Regions from separate parts of the Oryctolagus cuniculus genome. Here region 2 is linked to region 1. A link is a contact called in public Hi-C data. All regions are on one chromosome and are shown on one strand. The core of a region is the stretch at or near the end of the contact, and the rest is flanking DNA. Distances in the headings are between cores, read along the strand shown. Region 1 has its middle 19 kb from the start of TRNAN-GUU. Region 2 holds the start of LOC127483561 (potassium/sodium hyperpolarization-activated cyclic nucleotide-gated channel 2).

Region 1 (6,960 bases), core at 634-3,133:
TAAGGCTTGTAATATTTAAAACTTTTTGAGGAGATTAAAAGAAGCCTAGTTAGTGAATTGTAAACTTTCCTGTAAAGGAGAGGAGCACAAAAGCCTATTGACAGGCAGTGCTCAATTGGAAATTTCATGTATTGTCAAATGATAGATGTCTGTCCCAGCTGTTAATACTTTAATTCCAAAATCTCTTATAGCCCCTTTCCTCTGTTTCAGAAACAGAAGCTGGGACCTGATGTGTGAGCTAGGCCCTACAGCTTGCCACTATTTTTAGATTTTAATTTTGTGGAATATTCTCAGGCAATCACATGGCCCTCTTACTTTGAAATTTAGATTTTGAGCATTTCACACACCCACCCACACACCCACACCCACACCCACACACACTCACACACACACACAAAACAGGAAAAAAGATCACCTTAACTAAAATGTCAAGACCAATGTCTGAACTTAGTCACTGACTCTTCATTTAGGAAAAAGATTTTGATCCCCAAGTATCTTGAAACCTGCTTTTCAAAAATGCAACTTTCCCAATAGAAGAATAAAAGATATTTGTCTTCCTTATGTATTCCTATTTGGGAAATGATCTGTTCTCCTTGTGGAAATCTGCAGTCTGAAAAAAGAAATAAAGACAAATAAGGAATGAACTACTGAAAATAATCTACATGCCATTTGAAAATCCAAGGGCCACTTAATAATGAAGTAGTCCTAAGATCGCCAGGCTGCGGCGTCCAGCGCCGGGCCGCAGGTGGCCACGCGCCGTCCGGGGCGCGCAGGTTGGGCTTCAGGGCGCGGCCGCCAGCGCCGGGCGAGCTTCGACGAGGCCGTTTGAAGTGGCGCTTTGGATGGATTCCCGGGTCTGTACGGCTCGGGACGCTCCGGGACCCGGCGACGCACTCAGGGCTGAGGCGTCAGAGGTGGCCGGGAAGAGAGGCCGGGGTGCTCAGGTGGGACACACGAGTGCGAACTCGACGTTTCCATCCACCAAGCGCTCGGCCCCCACGGCGCGCCCTGAGCACCTACCTCGACACGCTCCACTGCTCTGCTCCGGCCAGAACCCCGGGCAAGACGCCTCCGTGGGGCCGAGATGGGAACGCCTAGGAGCGAGGGCGCCGGCGGTCCCGACCGGCGGCGTGCGGGAAACCCGACGGCGCCACGGCTCGCCCCTCCGCGCCTCCTTCGCGCCTGCCTCCTCGCCGCCCGGCGGCTGGGGCGGGAGCCCAGAGCCGGGGAGACCCTCCGTTTTTCCCGCGGGGTCTTGGCTGAGCAATGGATGCTGCCAATTGCAAGGGAAAGGACAGGGACAAGAGTTCCTTTGGGGCGTGCTTGACACCCACCAAGGGCAGAGGAGAGACGCGACAGGAGCCAGCGCGGGGACGTCGGGGGTGAGAGGCCCTGAATTTCTGGGCGGTGAAGCGCTTCTCTGAAGGAGCCCCGAGAGCCCGGCCGCGCCTAAATCGCTGAGAGTCACCCGGGCAAGACCGATGCCTCGGCCGCCTGCAGGAGAGAACCCATCCCTCGCGTCCCTCCCGACCCTCCTGGGGCTCCCGGCCGAGCCCGGACCTGGGGCGCCGCGAGGGACAGCCCCGAGCAGGTGGCGGCGGCCCAGCGGGCACGGCTACCTCCAGGAAGGCTCTATTTTTGGGCTCCCCTGCCAAAATCCCCCCCTCCCCCCGGTGCGCGCCCTCTCCTCGTTCCCCACGGATTGAGTTCGTTTTTTGTTTTTGTTTTTTGTTTCCGGTTCCTTCGCTGATGCCCACCCGCGTGGCCCGCGCGCCCACCAACACCAAGGGCGCAATTCGGGGCGAGGTGCTCGCGGGGGCTGCGGCGGGCCGGCGCGCGAGGCGCTCCTTCCGGGCAGCCCCGAGGTGCAGGCCCGCTCGCGGCCGAGACGAGCGTGCGGAGGGCGGCGTGCGCAAGGGGTCAGGCCGGGGAGGGGGCTCCAAGGGCCGGGGCATAGGCGCCCGTCCCCCGCCAGGGCCCCGCCGGCCCTTCCCAGCTGTCGGACCCGCGCTGCTGAAGCTGCAGAAATGTGCTGGCGCCTGTCCACCGGCTGCGAACAAAACCAAACAAAAAAGCGGCGAAAGCAAAAGCGAATATGGCGCTGCTGAAATCCAGAGCGTCTTGCTGTTTCCTCTGCTCCGGACCCCGGCCCCCTCCTCCTGGTCCTCTGGCCTCCGCCTCCCGGGCGCTGCCCCTGCTGTTCCCCACCTCACGCCCCTCTGCTGCCCTCACTGGCACCCTCCGTTCCCCGACTGTCTCCCCTCTCGGTTCCTCTTTCTCCATTTTGTGTCGCAGGCGCTCTTCTCCTCGGTTCCCTTTCTGGTCTCGCGCTCCCCCGCCCGTCCCACTTTTCCGAGTGGAGGCGCGGGCGGGGACGGCGGGGATGGCGAGGCCAGGGGCGAGGGCTGCTCTGGTAAGGAAGGTGTTCCTTTAGACTCGAGAACCTGCTTTAAGCAGCTGCGCGCCTGGCGTCTTGCATCACCCGCCGGGCAGCTCCCGGGCCGCGGGCGGCGCGGGGCCGCCAGCCGAGCGCACAGGCCCTGGAGGAGGCTCGGGTTTGATGCTGAGGTCCGTGCCCTTTTTTGTTGATTGGTTGGCTGGTTGGTTTTTTAAAGCTTAGGATAGATGCGGATGTGCACTGGATGTACGTTTCCCTAGCGTACTTCCAATGAAGCTTTTGAGAGAAGCCTACGAAGAAGACGGCACTGTTCGTGTTGCTTGTTTTCTTTTGAACAGAGGTTACACCCAGACACGAAGATAGTTAACTTCTTTAAGGCTAAAAGGTCAGAAAATTAGCGCTTTCTTTTACATCAGGGCTGACCGCGACACACCCCCGCCCCCTTTCTTTCCTTCTTCTTTGTTTTCTAAAGATGAACTTTTTCAAAAAAGACTGATACTTTTTCGATACAAAACATCCCCAAATTGCGGTTCTGGGATAGTTCAAGGTCTCCAAGCGCTTGCCAGCCTGTGGAAGGATGGGAAATGGGTTGCTACATTCAGGAGAAACGGCGGGGTTTCCTACTGGAGCTCACTCTGCTGGAGACGCTCGCTCTCCGGCGGGGCAGGCTCGGCTTCGGTTCTTTCAGAGAGCCAGCTAAAAGGAGACACTCTTCCTCATAAAGAGACACAGCCACTCATCCTCTGACCTCTCTCAGTGTTCGTGAGAAGCTGGGTCCACCTGCAGTGTTGGAAAAGAAAATGGTTTTGCTTCCCAAGTTGTTTTTTTAAACTAACTGTATTTCACTTTCTTGACACCTGACCAGTGCGTTCTCACAGCCTTCTGGCTTGTTTTACCTCCTCGCCGTGGCCGCCACAGCCATAGCCTCCAGGAAAAAAAAGAAAAAAAAAAAAAAAACCAAAAACTGTTCATCCCTCAGGTGACTCTCACGTTCCTGGAATGATCCGAAAAGACCAGAATTTTGTAAGGTGACTTTTTTTTTTTTTTTTTAAATATATTAGGGTCGTGTTTGCAGGGAAAGAACCATTGAAGTTTTCCTTCAAAAAATCACCTTCCTTGGCTTTCTTTAATTGCCCTTATTAAAGTTAGGTCACAAATAGAACTTATCTTCAGACTCTTTCTTTATGAGAGGAGAAAGAACCCAGCCAGCGCAACTAGGCCTTATTAAATGCCTAGCTCTGGAATTGGTGCCTGCGAAGCAGGCTTGTTACACTGAGTTTCATACAGGTATTCCTATGGCTCAAACAGTTGATTTGTAAAAGTCCCCCTCCCCCAAAAAACCTGTTAAAATGTGATTCTAACCCAGGCCCCTATACTTCTGTGTGAAGTACTTCTTCTGGTAGATGAACAAGTAAAATGCATCTAACTTGATGAACTGGTGGTTTTTTCCCTCCCAGATGAACTTTCTAAAAATGGGCAAAGCACGGAAGTCACTAACATCCTCCAGTTTAATTGGAGTGATTCAGAACTTATATAAAGTTAATCCTGTTGAGGTATTAGTTCCTACTCAGAGAGGATAAATTAAGCACATCTCGGATTATTTTTAGATGGGCAACTTTGTACATACTCCAAGCAATGGAGAGGGGAGTTGGAAAAAGGATTATTTATCCAAAATATATGTATTGAATGCCAAAGATATTCATATCTCATTGAAGCAGGGTGTTGACGAGGTGGGTATACATCTTAATGTCTGTTATGAAGGAGTTTACCGATTATAAAGACTGCTTAATCCTTTTATATTTTCTCTCATTGAAAAACATGCCTATGAAACAAACTACAGCTAGGTACCTGCCTTCACCTCACAGGTTAAATTTCAGATAAACTAAAAACCTAGAGAAACAAAGAACTGTTTAATTATTGGAAGAAAATGTAGAACTTCTTCATGGCCTTGGAGTGGGGAAGAATTTCTTCAGCACAATCCATAGAGGAAATGATAAATACTTTTATTTTCTAAATACTTTTATATGACTAAATAAAAAGTTACAAGATAAATTGAGAAGATATTTTAAGGCAAGCACCCAACAAAGGATTAACATTCAGAAGGTATAAATTACTTATGTGAAAGAATTTAATAATTTATGTATCAAGAACATTATAAGTAAAAGATGTGGATAAGGATATACACGCATGAAGTAAAAGCATAGAACTGTTAACAGGAAAGATACATATGGACTTCAAAAAAAGTGATTTCCTTTTGGAGAGAAGGGAAGAAGGAAGGAGGGAAAATAGGAAAGGGTCCCTGGGTGGGGGTCAATTCTTTATAAAAAGATCAGAGGCAACTATGGCAAGATGTTGACACTTTTGTTCTTTGTACTTTTTTACAAGCTTGTTAGAATTTATTTAAAAATCTCTAACATCAACTTCCAGTCCAAAAAACAAACAGATGACTCATTTCTTTCTTAGTCAATAATAATCTTGTAAAATGGTGTTCACATATATGATGGCAAAGCAAACAGCATTCCCTGGTGCTCTTCTTGTGTAGTGTTTGACTGTTATGCCGTGTTCACAGCAGAGATTTCCCTAGTTTCATGTCTCTCTGGTGTTAGCTTGTTTGTTTTCTCAGTAGATTTAATGAGAAGAACAGGAACTATGAATATGTATGAGAGTAATTCACAAAGTTCATGGAAAATGGAATTAAAATATGTTTATTTTGGTGCAAAAATTTTGAAAAATCCATTCACAGTTTTTTCGTAAAATGCATTTCCATGAACCTTTTGAAAGCCCCAGTATGCATAGATTTCAAAATATTTTTGGACCACAATAAATATTTTTACATTCCATTTTCCAGTGACTTTTTGAAATACTCTTGTACAAGAGAATTTATTCTTATATAATAAAGTCATAAAAAATGTTTTTTTTTTTAAGTGAGGAAACAAAATTCCTCCACACCATTACAGAAACCCTGTTGAAAAAAAAATTGACAATCTCAGGCCTAGCATGCAAGATTTATTATTTAGGTGTGTCTGATTTTTTGTGCAGACTAAATATCAGGAATTGGTTTTGTGGAAGAATTTATGAGGAGTTCTCAAATGTTCACTGAAAATACTTGTTACGAAAGCTACAAGTAGATTTCAAAATATTCTTGCACCAAAATAAATGTATCTTTTACTTCTCTTTCCCATGAACTTTTTGAAATATCCTATGAGATCTTTTTCAAAAAGATTTATTTATTTGAAAAGTGACACAGAGAGAGAGAGAGGTAGAGAGGGAGGGAGGGAGGGAGGGAGGGAGGGAGGGAGAAATGGGGGCTGCTGGTTTACCCCTCAAATGCGGGTAACAGCAGGAGCTGGGCCTAGGGTTGGGTGAGGCCAAAGCCAGGAGCCAGGCACTCCATCAGGGTCTCCCACGTGGGTGGCTGGGACCCAAGCACGTGAGCCTTCAGGTGTTGACTCCCAGGGTACACATTAGCAGGAAGCTGGAGGGAAGCAGAGAAGCCCTCCCCAGGCACTCTGCTCTGAGATGCCGACCTCCCAGGAGGCAGCTTAACCAGCTCTGTCACTTTCTCATTTTATCTGGTAGGAGTTCATACAGTGTTGATTTCTAGTTTTGTTTACTTGTAACTTCCGTAGGGATTATTCATTATATTGTGGCACTGAAAAGATGTAACATTTCATTTGCTTTGAGACCTTGTGTTTGTTTCAGGTCAACAAGCATCCTGAAGCGACATGGCTATTGTTCTGCTTGCTCCCCTGTGAACTGAGAGGGCTTGTTACACAGTGACAGAGTCATGTGGTGGCAGTATCCATACTACCATGTCAAATAAAGGTCAGAAAGTGAGGCAGAGATGCATCAGTCCTGGAAACATATGGATCCAGCTAATTTCTGCAAAAATAATCTTCTGAAAGTTCCAAAACTTTACTCCAAAACTCCCTATGGCTCCCAAATGCCAATAAAATTAAAGCCTAAGACTTCACTGGCCTTAGCGGCTCTTGTAACCTCATTGCATTTGCATTTCCAGCCGCATTTCCAATACTACCAAACAAACTCTGCATCCTCAAGCTGTCAATCTGTCAGTCAAGTGTTCATCAAAAATAGTGCTTTATACCTTTCTGTTTCTCTCTTCTGTCTTCTTCCATCAGCTAGGATGTAACAGAAAACAGCGAACAGGGACTTGTTTTTCTTATGTGAAGGCTGTAGATGAAGAGTCGTTGATACCTTCTCGGAGGTTTTGATATCAGAGCTCTGCAATCCCTTTGACCTTCACCTCCTGTTTGCAGAATAACTGCCACAACTTAGGGCATCCCAGCTTCACCCTGGGGTCAAGGGTGTGGAGACAGGCAGAGTTCATTCTTCATGAGTCCTACTCTTGTTGGAGAAATAGGATATTTTCCAAAAATATCCCACCAAAGGATATCTCCTTAGTCAGAACTGGACATGTTTTTCATCCTGCATCTAGGGACTAGGCCTTTCCACACCAGAGGGAATCTACTCCATGCTTAAATAAAACTGCTGTCCTGTGTAGCAAGGAAAAAATGGGGGTAGAGGGGTAGGCAATGAGTATG
Region 2 (6,590 bases), core at 39-2,538, 62 kb before region 1:
TTATTTTTCCTTAATATTTTTATTATTTCCAAAAGACATTATCACTCCAAAGAAAAAAATAACAGTGGTCCTTCTAACACTGGATAGAATAAATTAAAAGGAACAAGGAAATAGGTATGTTACACAGTATAAATTTCAGAATGAATATTTTTGCTTTAGAAATTATCAATTTTAGGGTATCTGGCTCTGTGGACACACCAAGAAGTGGAAGAGAGGGCATGAGTTCAGAATACAAAATGCAAATTTCAAAATCCTATCAATATTTTCAGGCTTTGATAGCCACGTGATTTTTGAGATGAACCCAGGTGGCGGTTACTATTTTCGTTTAAAGAACTTCCACTTTCAGATGTTTCTGTGCAAGTGTCTAATTCATGTACTACAGAAAAAGGCAAAATCTTGAATTTTAGGGATACTGATATTTAACAAAATTATCTAAAAGCTATCTGTCTTAAAATGCTTTCACTCCGCACTGACATTCACTGACCAGGTCGCTTGAGAGGCTCGCCTCCAGGTAAGGGGTGCGGGACAAAGCACTACGCACCCCACTTTCATGTCTTAGGAGTAGAACCGGGGTACAACACACTGAACTAGAGGGCTGCAGCGATCCTAGCAGCCAGAGGTATTCTCTAGGTTGGAAGTTGTCAACACTATTCGAGCCAGTAATTACTTCGGAAACAGTCCCTTTTAAACGTTTGCCAGCCTAGCCCAAGAAGCCTGAATTGCTGGGAGCGCCCCTGATGAAGTCCAAGTGTCAAAACAGCCGCCAGCTCACACCAGGCTGAAAACCTTAGATGTTTAGGCCACAAACAAGGCTGGAACACGGGCTTTACAAAGGAACAAAGAGACCGGGTGGGAAATCAGGCGAGGAACGTGTGGCTGGCTCTGTGCAGGTGCCAAGTGTGGCCAGAACAATGCTCAGAGTCCGCTCTGGGTCCCAGCAGAGCCACGTCCCCACACTCCGTCCGGAGCGAAGGGCAAAGCCCGGAGACTTCCTCTTCCCGGGGCTCTCCCCCGCTCGCTCGGTCTAGCTCCTCTTCTTGGAGCGCCCCTCCACCCAGGCCGGTCCAGCTCAAAGCCGAGCGGCTTACCTAACACGGCCTCGTCCGCCTGGGCGTCCAGCAGGCTCTGGAACGCCGCCCGGAGGAGAAGCGTGAAGGCGTTGGAGTCGAAGGAGCCGGGATCCGCCAGCATCTGGAAGCCTTTCTGCACATACTCCGAGAGCTCCATTGTGAGCGCGCCGTGACCTTCGACACGCGCACCACGTGACACCCGCCGCGCGCTCAGCTGATGCGGCCGCGCGCGCACGCGGGCCGGGGTGGCGGCGCGGGCTGCGGGGCCTCCCCGGTGACCTCCCGGGCGGCTTCCCGGCCCGCGCCGCCGCCCCGCGCCCCCCGCCGCCGCCGCCCGCCGCCGCTTCCGCCTAGCAGTTCCCTCCGCGGGAGCGGCGGCGGCTCGGCGAGAGGGGCGGCCATGGGCGCATTGTGGACGCGCCGCGCGCTGTCTCCTCCCCTCGGCGCTCGCCGGCTCCGTTCCCGGAGAGACCCCGGGGAAGTGGTGGGAGGTGTCGGGATCCAGGACCCAGTCCCCACCAACCCGCAAACCGAGCCTCCCCGCTGCTCCCTCAGCGCGAAATCCTGCGGGAAACTCCGATTTAAGGCAACTGGGGTGTGTGTGGGGGTGTGTGGGGGGGTGTTAACTAGGTTAACTGCGCAGCACTGCCCTTTCGCCCGAGACTGGAAATCTAGTCATACAATTCTGGTTTATTCTTACCTTTTCTTAGCCGTTTCTGGAATACGGCAGTAGTCCTTACTACGTGGTGTGTGTTTGCACACGCACGCATGCACACAGTGAGCGCGTGAACGCACTCCAGCTCAGCTGTTGGGAGACACTTGACAAGAATGCTTAAAAATCATCTTCTTGATGGATATATTTCATAGGATGCTTAAAAATCATCTATGCCGCTACAAATACTTTTCAAAAGCAAACGGAGATAAAAATTTTGTGCATTGCAGCCGTGGGTCCGGTTTTAATGACTTAATAGAATCTTGATAAATACATTAGATGGCTATCAGTACAGTTGGGAATGGCAGGATCTTTATTAGAAGTGAATTACTGTTTCCAATAGCCATCACTTCAAAGATTCAATAAAGTTTAACTTCCCCTCTTCTACTACGAAGTTGGTTTGGAGAACCAGAAAGATTCTTCAAAACGAAGAAGAAAGAACCCGCGAAGCAAAGTAGATGAGGCATTTTCCAGCAAAAGAACTTGAAAAGTAAAATGTGCGCGTTGTTGAGGGACGGAGGGAAAGGCTATGGACGAGAAAGTTGTTTGGCTCTACAGGAGCGGTGGTTGACTACGTGAGCTCAAGGTGAAGCTTTCTCTGGCGTAATTGACTTATATATATTTGCAAACACGCGTTTTTAACGCATATAGTCAACGTCCAACCTTGCCCCAGCACGCGGAGAGCACCTCGTGTCCTAGTGGGGTGATTAACATCAGGAACAGCTGCAGGAACTTTGCTCCGTCCTGCTCTGGAAGCTTTGAAAGGCGCGTGCACGAGCTCTTCCCGCAGAAGGAACACACACAGCAGCGAGGGGCTCCTGAATCTCCCTGGGGTCTTTTTGAAATAAACACCTATTCATCACGTTCATATTTTCTTCTCATCTCTCATTCTCATTCCCTTGTTTCTCTTCAGTGACAAGTCAGTTGAAAATACCAAGATACCTGATTTACCTAGGGACTGTTTTACAGGAAGAGTTGTGCAAATGTTAAACAATATTAACACCAAAACTCATTATTCTTATTACATATACATATATATTTTATGAACTAGGATAACACTACTAATACTCTAATAGCATTTGAGTTGATTATTCTAATCCTAAAGAATTTACTGTAAAAAAAAGAATGCATTTGTCCATGAGCATAGATTTTTAAATGTTATTTTAAAAGAGGCAAGTGAACACAAGTGGTTGAGTTTGTGTGCATAAAAGTTAGGAAATTCACAAAGATTGTTTCCATAATAGCTGTCACGTTACTCTGGCCCATATGTAAGTACTTTCTCTTGGAGGATGTTTGTCCTCTTCTGCCTAAATATATTCATGTGTTAGGCCCAAGTTATGGGTACATTTCCAGCTCTCACAAAAATTTTAACCACAATGTTTTCTGCTGCTAAAAAAACTAAAATTTCCTACTACAGGTACATTTATTTCAACTCCCTTTGAAGGAAGCACAGGATTAAATATTTGTTTAAATGTAGAACATGTGTGTCTTTGACAAGCTATTGAAATACATAGAAGTATAATCATTAAAAGGCATGACTACCCAGATGTAGATTCCCTTGGTTTCAGCAATAAAACCAATGCTTTTTATATTGTTAGAAAAACTATGAACGTATTCTGAAAAATAGTATTTAAAATTTTTTCTTTGATCAATGAAATAACCATTGGAACTTTCATTAAAAATTTTAATAATTCCACTGAAAGCCAGTAGAGTAAATTTGGCCTCAAAGAGACTTTCAACAGTATAATTATGTGCAGCTGAAATAACTAAATAAATATCAGACATCTTCATGTTCATTATGTATCATAAACTGTAAATATTAAGGCAGAATGCTGATAAATTTGTTTTTCTTTTAGAGAATCTAGAAATTATTTGAAAAACTCAAAAGGATAATTTTTAACAATGTTTTAGAGTTTCTAAATAAATTGTATTTTTTGAACTGGCTAGTTAACTCTTTCTAGAAACCAACTGTGATTACCATTAAAATGGGCTGGGACTTTTACAGAATCTATGTGGTCAGCTTTTCCCAAAGGCCTCATTCCTACATTTGTTAGTTTTATGAATTAAAATCTTTTTTTTATAATGTATAAGTGCTTTCACTTGTGTGGGAAGAAAGCCCAAGGAAGGTATGCCTTTAAGATTAAAGAGTTCCTTGAATATCCATGTGGAGAAAAAAATGAGATATCCATAAGTTTTAACTGGCATGTATACTATGCCAGTCTAAGATAAGGGATGTATTTTATTTCATCCATGAAATAAACTTAAGACAGCTTCGTTTTAAAGAAAAGAAAGTTTAAACATTTTTAAGACTACCTATACTTTAAGAAACCATCCTCTCTACTCCCCCACCCATATTGATTCTTTGATGGTTACTCATCAGTACTTACTGGTGAAAATAGAGCTTTACTACTTTCAAGCTGTTTTAACGATAGTTGGGCAGTTGAGGGAAATGTTTATGAAATGACCTTTGAGAATATGGCCTTTGAGAATATGAGTCAAAAACCATTTCAGTAGTTTATAAAACCTATATGTTCATGCATTTATTTTATTGGATATCTTAGTAAGGCATAAATTAGGTCTTGTAATTTCAATGGTCAAGTTTTTGCACATTCATGATCACAGAGTTCATGGTCTCAAATTGTGTTTCATGTCACCTACATTGTCAGACCCCCAAATTCAAGGGGACAGCAGGGCTTTTATTTTAAAAATTAAACATTGAGTCGAATTCCTGATAATTCCTAAATGGTCATTGTTACAATAACTAATTTAGGCAAATCAAGTCTTCCTCCCCTCACATAGTATGGACTCGTTTGTATATGTGGATTTTAAAATAAAACTCAAATTCATTTCAATGGAGTTAGTGACTTAGTATGTAAGGGAAAGTGAAAGCTAATTACATTAAAGAACCCACAAGATTGAAAGCCAATGATACGGTGCTGTCTAAAAATTCACACTTACACTTTTGCACAACTATTTTGGATTTTTTCCCCTAGAACTTTTATTCAAAACATTTAGATTAAATGGCAAATGGTATAGTTTATATGTAATATTTTCATCATTTAGTATCATTTTAAAAAATTTCATATATTAGGGAAAAATATCAAACATCAAAATACAACAGTAAATTAAATGTTTTGAAAGATCTAATTATCATGCTATCTTAAGTTTCTTAAGAAGATAAATAGCAAAGCATTTCCTAAACTAAGGGCTCTAAAATTAACGTTTGCAAATAAGAAATTCTATAGTCAGCATGTGGGTGAGGAGTATACTCCTGAATTACTGGAGTGAAATTTAGGAACCACCAACAGTGCTGCCATGATTTTGTTAGCTAACTAGCCACAATATGAGAACTGTAAAACTAAGTAGAATTCCTAAGAATAAATTTATAATTTTAATATCAAATCTTTGCATTTAACCAATCTCTAGTTTTAGGGAGATTTTGTACATATCAGAAAAGTCATGTTTTCCCTTTATGCTTCACTGTAACATGCTGAAATTTTTCTTTAGGAAGTTTGAGCCTCTATTTTTAAGCAAAGCAGTTAATGTTAAGTGGATATATCTGTTTCATACAGGCTAAAACTGTGATGACTTCATCTAGAAAGAAATGAGGAAATGTAAATAAACAAATACAATTTGGCAAAGGTGCAGGCAAATTTTAATTTAAAGTTGCAGGAATTAAGAAATAAGAAAGCAGTAATACTCCATTTAACTTTTAATGGAAAAAAAACAGGTTGAATTATGTGAAATATTTCTCTACATGGACAAATAAACACCATTCATCTTTACATTCAGTAAATGATTCAAATGATTCCAATTTACTTATATTTTGTATAGATTATAAAAAGCAAGATTACTCCTTAAATCATATAACTTATATCTACTTCATCAGAGAACTGATGTGAAAATTAGGAGCTGATCAATCATCTAATAAATTCTGTCAAATAGACAATTTAGTTAGTAAACACAGATAATACTTCAACAGCAAGTTGATTTATTTTTTTCTACACCGAAATTGTGAAGCTCACCTCTTCAGTTTCCTGTATCACTGATCTGGTGTCAGCCAGAGTGACCCATGGCTTAGCTGTAAGAGGGTAAAAGGGAAGCATAGGTTTGTTGAAACCAGAGCACTTTGTTGAGTACTCATGTATTTAATTCTTCCATATGTACACAGACTGTCCTGGTGTATTTTTAAATTGAGAGATGGAGGAAGGAAGAGAAAGAGACAGAAGGAAGAAGGGAAGGGAGAGAGTGAGGGAAGAAGGCATGCTGGCTAGTTTCTCCCTGCACAGGGAGACTGCAAGATTCTTGACTGTGTACCCACCCTGACACAATCTAGTGCAGCACTGGGCTCAACTGAGCCTCCCAGGAATGCTCGAAACAGACCAGAAGCTCATCTGTGCTGTCCAGAATCTAATCAGCTTCAAGATGCCTACATTAGGCTGCTGCAGCACCGAATGTCTAGCAGAGTCCCTTCCTTTGTTGGTTCTGGATTTGGCATCTATTCTAAAACTATTTCCTCATACCTTAGAAATAGGCGCTTTGGCCAGATCCATGAATACCAAACAAAAAAATCAAACAGATGGGCCTATGCTATATTTTCTACATTCAACAATTTTTAAAAATGTATACTTTGAAAGCATTATTTTTTGCATGTGAAGGTTTGAGATTTAAGAAACTTACATATGTTTCTTTTGTTTAAAGGAATATAATTTTACAAAGAAAGCTGGAGACAGAAAGAAATGAAAGGAGTATTTTATAGATTAAAATTCAGATAACAGAAATCTGTACTTGCTTATAAGTCAAAAGAT

What was found. A called contact is a pair of places that touch in the nucleus more often than the background predicts.
Region 2: a Hi-C map of skin fibroblasts shows a contact between it and region 1, with 2.3 times the contacts expected there. The contact joins the promoter of LOC127483561 here to the enhancer-like site in region 1. A contact is called at or near these places in 2 of 6 Hi-C or Micro-C datasets (skin fibroblasts and an unstated tissue).

The regions. Positions count from the first base shown.
Region 1 is chr13:48,494,549-48,501,508 of mOryCun1.1, reverse strand. No RefSeq gene overlaps it. Among named protein-coding and RNA genes, the nearest start is that of TRNAN-GUU, 19 kb to the right of the region's middle. Within about 2 kb of position 1,883, at least 4 of the 8 cell types and tissues checked have an H3K27ac peak or open chromatin away from gene starts, as enhancers often do.
Region 2 is chr13:48,556,745-48,563,334 of mOryCun1.1, reverse strand. It overlaps LOC127483561 (potassium/sodium hyperpolarization-activated cyclic nucleotide-gated channel 2), which reads left to right and starts at 1,288. Exons shown (of 2, transcript XM_051821448.2): 1 at 1,288-1,665; 2 at 1,781-2,650. The coding sequence starts at 1,288. The coding sequence ends at 1,906. It overlaps COMMD3 (COMM domain containing 3), which reads right to left and starts at 1,321. Exons shown (of 8, transcript XM_008268283.4): 1 at 1,089-1,321. The coding sequence starts at 1,227.